2 separate regions of the Ovis aries genome follow, and region 2 is linked to region 1. Evidence: chromatin contacts called from public Hi-C data. All regions are on one chromosome and are shown on one strand. Each heading gives the region's core, a stretch centred on a gene start, on an enhancer-like site or on the middle of the called end of the contact. The rest is flanking DNA. Distances are from core to core; before and after follow the strand shown.

Evidence for each region. A called contact is a pair of places that touch in the nucleus more often than the background predicts.
Region 2: a contact with region 1 is called in a Hi-C map of liver, with 2.1 times the contacts expected there. The contact joins the promoter of MRPL16 here to the promoter of PATL1 in region 1. A contact is called at or near these places in 2 of 16 Hi-C or Micro-C datasets (liver and tail adipose tissue).

The regions. Positions count from the first base shown.
Region 1 is chr15:81,433,149-81,436,297 of ARS-UI_Ramb_v3.0, forward strand. It overlaps PATL1 (PAT1 homolog 1, processing body mRNA decay factor), which reads right to left and starts at 1,585. Exons shown (of 20, transcript XM_060400157.1): 1 at 1,452-1,585. The coding sequence starts at 1,466.
Region 2 is chr15:81,579,743-81,582,891 of ARS-UI_Ramb_v3.0, forward strand. It overlaps MRPL16 (mitochondrial ribosomal protein L16), which reads right to left and starts at 1,519. Exons shown (of 4, transcript XM_027979824.2): 1 at 1,380-1,519; 2 at 1,006-1,071. The coding sequence starts at 1,434.

The sequences.
Region 1 (3,149 bases), core at 335-2,834:
TCACACAGTTTGTTTTCCTACAGGCTCATATTTGGTGGTAAAAGAGAAAGCTAAGTTTCAATCACAGTGAACTCTTGAAAAACTGATGTGACAAGTTCAAGCTACCTGGACAAGCCACACCCCTTCTGATTAATTCATTCAAAACCTCCTGAGCACCTATTGTGTCTCACGCTGTGTTAGACTTTAAACCACAATCTCTTTAAGTGGTAATGCAGGGACAATACCATCTCCTTCAGAGGTGTTGTGAGGCTCAAAGGAGGCAAAGTTTTAGACAAACACTGGATATTGCTAGACAATGCTAGATATCAACATAACAACCTAGGTGTGTTCTAAACACTCCCTTCCCTCCCCCTTCATTTCACTTTTCAACTGATTAATTTCCCAAGTTTTCTTGGGAACTTTGCCACTGCATCTCATCGCTTCTCTCCATATTTACATAAAGCCAGTTTGATCTTGAGCCATTCCTATCAAATAGAAGGTCTATGTGTCCACAGTTTCCAAAGACTCAGGGTCGGAAATCCACGCGCTCTCTGCAGGCACATTTCTGATATACCTTGACTGACCACCTCTCAGCGAGGCTGTTCCCAAACGAAAAGTTAGCTTCAGGGGCCAGTCTACCCATCTTAAGTCCTCCCAAACTCAACACGAAACAAGCAGGCGACAGCCTCCACATCAGAGGCAACTTCTCGAAGCACTCGCAAATCGCGAAAGTCTACTGAACCAAATCACTGCTTCTCAAATTGGAGAGACTCTTAGGGATCACCTAGGCCAACCCTGTCCGTTCTACAAGTCCCAGAAACAGTCCAAGGGATCAGGAGTCGCTAGAGGTCACACGGCGAGTTAGCGACAGCGCCAAGCCTCTCGACGGGTCCTGCATTCCCGGGACCTTCCCCCAGCCCACGTCTCCGTCCGCTCGCCCCCAAGGAACTCCTGCGGGACACGCCCCTCCCCAACCGCCAGTCCTCTTCAGTAAGCAGTCCTCGGCCCCGGTCAGAAGGCAAGTCCGGGCCCCCGGGGCCCGACGATCGCCCGTTTGTGAGGGGGAGACGCTTCCGTGTCCAGGGCGGGAAACGCGTCTCTGGCCTTTCCCGAGTGACTCCTCCACAGGGATCCCCGGCTGCGGGGGCACGGCTGTCTACTCGGCGCTCCTCCGAGGCGGGGGCGGGGGGCTGTGTGCTCACGGCACTTCACGGGCCCGCCCCAGCCCGACACAGAGGTCAGCTCTCTCCGCCGGCCACCGACAGGGCGGTCCCGCCCCCCCCCGCGAAGCTGGCTCGCCACTCGCGGCTGAAACCCGCGACCCCAGAACCGACGCCCTCCGCGGGGTCCCGCGGGTGCCCCCGGCCGCCCCCTCCCCCCCGAGGCGCGGGACCGACGCGCGTGAGAGACAGGAGGAGAGCGGGGCTCGCGCGGGAGCGAGGGAGGGGTCACTTCCGGTCGCGGCGGCTCACCTCGTAGCGGAACATTCTGGGGGGGGGGAGGGAGCGGGGAGGGGAATGGGAGAGGGAGGGAAGAGGCGCCGACTCCCCGGGCTCCTCCGCGCGCGGGTCCTCCACCGGCTCGCGACCCCTGGCCGCCGCCGTACGCCGGGGCGTGCGTGGGGACGTGCGCAGGCGCGCCTCGGCGAGGGCGGCCGCCCCGCTCGGCACCCGGCGGCGGCGGCTGCGCGGGGACAGATTTGGCGTCCCGCTTCCTAGTCTCAGCGGCGGGAAGGAGGTCCCGCGGCGAGAGACTGCGCACGCGCCGCCCGTCGGGGGCTTCCTCGCGGTCTGGGCTTGTAGCTCCGCCCCCCCGTGGCTCTGCGCTCGCCCGGCGCTCAGGTTCCAGTCACGAGTTTTCCGTCACCGACGGGGCGGAGAAAAGCCTTGTGATTGTCACAGGACAGGGCGTTGAAGCGTCCCAGGCTTGAGTCAGCTTGGGCTGGAAGAAATGGAGATTCCTAGACTGTCTTTCCAGCGTCCAGCACCGTCTTGGGGTGCTCGGCGTTCCTCGCGACCGGCCGTTTGCGCCGAATGCGGGGGAGGGGCGGCGGGACGTTCAGGCCTTCGGAAGGGGCGGCGTTCGTCGCCACCTTCAGCGGCACGTCTCCCGCTGCGCCGACAGCAGCTCGGGGCTGTGATTTATGTCTCTGTAGTGGTGAGGGCGTTAAAAAGAAAAAGAAGGCCGAAGACTTGTTTAGGGAGGTTCCGCCCGAGAGGTGTTTTTAGGCCCCAGGCGCGCGGAGTGGGAGAGCGGAGAAGGGCAGCCCGTCCGGGGGCAGCGCGGTCTTGGAGGCTGAGTGCGCCGCTGGTGACACCAGCTCCTGAGAGGATCAAGGCCGGGGCGGCGTTCGCCCGGGGCGCCGTGCTTCCGCGAGCCCGTGGGGGGATTAACCTCTGCTAGCGCGGCCCGCCCTGCCCTTTCGGCCTCAGGACTCTCCTCGAGGATTAACGTCGCACCACGAAGAATTAATTCTAAGAAGGAGGGCGTTTCGCAGCTCCTTTCTCCTGGTGTCTGAGTGCAGCCTCGCCTTAGGAGTGGCATGAATTCCTTGCGTGTTAGTCTGACCAGTTTAATCAGAGTCTGAGGAGTGGACATTGTGAATTTGGAACTGGAAGTTCTGGGTGGGAGGCAGTGCTTTGTCACTGGCTATTAGCTTTGGAGCAAGTTACCTAAACGTGTCTGAGGCTTAATTTCTCTGTAAAGTGGATTTAATGATACCTGCCTCACAGAGTAGCGGTTCCATGGCACGATGATTCCACTACTACTCATGATGGCGGTTTGTGAGACAGTGATACTGTTAATCGCTCAGTTGTGTCGTTCTTTGCGACCCCATGGACTGTAAGCCGTCAGCCTCCTCTGTGCCTGGAATTCTCCAGACAGGACCACTGCGGTGGGCTGCTATTCCCTTTGGATCTTCCCTACCCAGGGGTCGAACCTGGGTCTCCTGGATTGGCAGGCAGATTCTTTATCTTCTGAACTTGTGAGATGGTACTATTATTTTCTCTATAGATGTGGAACCTACGGATTAGAGATGTTAAATAATTTATCCTAAACCACTTCCCTTGTATCTCAGTCGGCATAGAATCTGCCTGCAGTGCAGAATACCCCGGTTCGATCCCTGGGGGTCAGGAAGATCCTCTGGAGAAGGAAATAGCAACCCACTCCAG
Region 2 (3,149 bases), core at 269-2,768, 150 kb after region 1:
CTAGTACTTCTTTGATTTATGCTCTTTGCTTTATCTGTTCAAGGGCATTTCACACTGAGAGCTGTATATATCCTACCATGTGCTTGCCTGGTGAAGGTAGGTGGGCAGAAACCCAGGCCACACACACTATGTCTTTATCAGGTCTGACACTTTGACAATATGGAAAAAAATTAACTTGTCATTTACAGTTATTTCCATAGTAAAATAAGCATGGGTCTGTGATGGAGTCAAATATAAAACAGGAGACTTTAAGGACTACAAAAACTTCCCCCTGCCATTTCTATGTGTCTTGGGCTTCCCTGGCAGTTCAGCAGTAAAGAATCTGCCTGCCAATGCAGATGTGTGTTTGATTCCTGGGTCAAGAAGATCCCCTGGGGAAGGAAAGGGCAACCCACTCCAGTATTCTTGCCTGGAAAATCCCACTGTCAGAGGAGCCTGGCAGGCTATAGTCCAAGGGGTTGCAAAAGAGTCAGACACCACAAGCACACAACAGAGAAACCTAGTAACATTTTCTCCCGTCTCCACGGCTGTATGCACTCCCGTGGGTGTAGTAGTTTCACAGCTATTTGTACAAGATGAGGCAGCTTCAGAAGTCCAGGCATCTTTCATATTTTTGAGATTTCCAATATATTTTCAAAAGTGTAAGATTTATCAAATTGTGGCTTACCTTGCTGTTTATATTAATAAACTAATGCTTTTCACACAGTAGGTACATGCACTTACGTGACCTCATCTGGAGCAAACACCAGAAGTCTAAATTGGAGGCCGATTAGCTGCAGCTGAGAAGGGGGCTGCGGGTCTCGCACCAGTTGCAGGGCATAGGGGAGGTAATCCACTGATGATTTTAGCATTTAGAACACTGCCTGGCGTAGAGTGCCTTCAATACACGACTACTGAATGGATGAATGGGAATAGGGGCACAAAAAAACGCCTGCTCTTCACCCACCCCCCGCTAGGTTCCATCACAGAAAAGGCTTATAAACCAGAAGACAGATAAGCTCTCACCTTCAAACGTTGGCACCGGGAGCAGCGTCTTCAGGCCGGCACGGGCGGGCGGCGCTGCCCACGAATCTACAAAGAAAGGTCAGATTAAACCCCGAAGGCGACAGGGCCAGGGCCTGACGCGCTCTGTGCCTGACGCTCCTGAGTGGGCCGCGGGCTCCACTCTGGGAGACCCGAGGCTCTCGGCCCCCGAGAGGGACCGGTCGGGGACTCGGCGGCGACCCCCCGTCGCGCGGACGGTTCTGCACGAGTCTCTCCGCGTGAGGGGCGGAGGGCGCTGCAGGCCCGCCCGCGCTTCAGCACTCGCGAGGGCCTCCGGCGATGCGAGCGCCCGACGGGGCGTGGGAGTGAAGCCTGGGGGACAGGGGACAGCTGACCTGACAGGGTCGCTCGCAGGAGGGGGGCGCGGGCGCCACTCAGCAGCCGCCACATGGTCCCGCGCGCGGGGCCGCCGAAGGCGACGCCCGGGAGCCTCGTCCCAAGCCGTTCCAGCCGTGACTCCGTCGGGCCGGAAGTTGCGTTCGCGCCGGTCCAGGCCGCAGAGAGTCCCGGGTGGAAGCGGAGGAAACCGGAGGCTCGGGACCTGGGTTCCGGCCTGGCGCCCGCACGGGCTGGCGGTCCGTCCCGAGATGGGTCCGGCGGGGACGGGCGCTGTCTCCGCCGGGGACCGCGCGGAGCGGGCCGGGCGCGCGTGGTGAGGTGCTGCCGTGCGGTTCACTGCAACCCACCGCCTCTCGTGCCTCCTCCCTCCCGGGACGTGGGAGAAAGCGACGGACGCACGATTACCTTAACGTTTCCCGGGCGCTGCCCTGACTGCGCCTCGTCCTGGCGTTGAGTCCTCAACAAATCTCTGCAACAAGCGCGTCCTTACACCCACTTCGCAGATTCCATCTCCAAGGCCAGAGGTTTAACTTTGCCCAAGTCCCACACCGGGAAAGTGGTGCAACCCGATTTTGAGCTCAGTCTGCGATTCCGAAACGAAGTGAACGCCCAATGTCAAAACCTGGTATCCAGTTAAAATGAAAAACGGTGCGATTATTCTGGGAGAAGATTGGGCAAGTCATCTTTATGGGCCCGAAGCTTTTTCATATTTAGAAAGAGGCTCTTTCCCCAAGCTTCCAGACGGAAAATGGGATTACCAGTCGAGGCTGATATCTAATGTACTTAAGTCCTGCTAAATCCGCGCGTGGTCTTTCTCCAAGGATTAATTTCGTAAATGGCAACAATAAAACCTGTAATCTCGCACAGCTGTTGGGAGAACCCTCCCTGCCCACAGTTTTATGTACTTCTCGACTGCACGTTGAATCTGTATCAGATGAGTTAGTGGGTTTTATTGCAGCCACTCATATCTGTGCCAAGAACGGCTCTGAAAGGGTTAAACTGCCCCCCACCCCCACCTGCCCGGCCTGGGCCAGATTTTGGGCAGCTCTTCTGTGCTCTCCTTGCCTCTCTACAAAAAGTGGGCGATTCCCACGTGCTCAGGCATTTAAAAGTCGCAAGCGGAGCGCTGGATAACATTGTTTGGGGTGGAGAATAAGCCCGCAGTACAGACACTCCTTGATTGGACTCTTAAGTCTTTCGGTACCCTGAAACGTCTACCTCATTACTTATTTTAAAAGAACTATACATTAACTCAAATTTCTGCATTTAAGTAGTAACTGTAATGTCTATTTTTTTCTTTATAAGAGTTAAGTACAATGGAGGCTACAAATATGAAAATCTAGTGGTCCTATCTTTATGAATTTATGTAGAGAGGATATGATGGGAATACAAACAGCTAACACTGAGATATGAGAAGAATAAATAAAGGGTGTGAAAGATGGAAGGATGGACCTGAGGTCTTCCCGGATCACAGAAAATGATTTTTCCCCTTAAATTTTTCACAGCTGTTTATTTACACTTCTCTTCTGATAGTGCAGGGCTAGTTTTTTGTAGGAAAATGAAGTTCAGGGATTACATGAATTGCTATACAGCTAATATGGTGCAAAATAGGGAATCTTGACAGACTGAGTTTTATTGGAATGTTTGCTAGCATCTCCAAAAAGCTGGTTTTAAGACTTTCCTCAGACCTTCGTTAAACATGTAAATATCTGGTTACTACTTATTCAGTTGAGTTCAGTTCAGTTCAGTCGCTCAGTCGGGTCCGA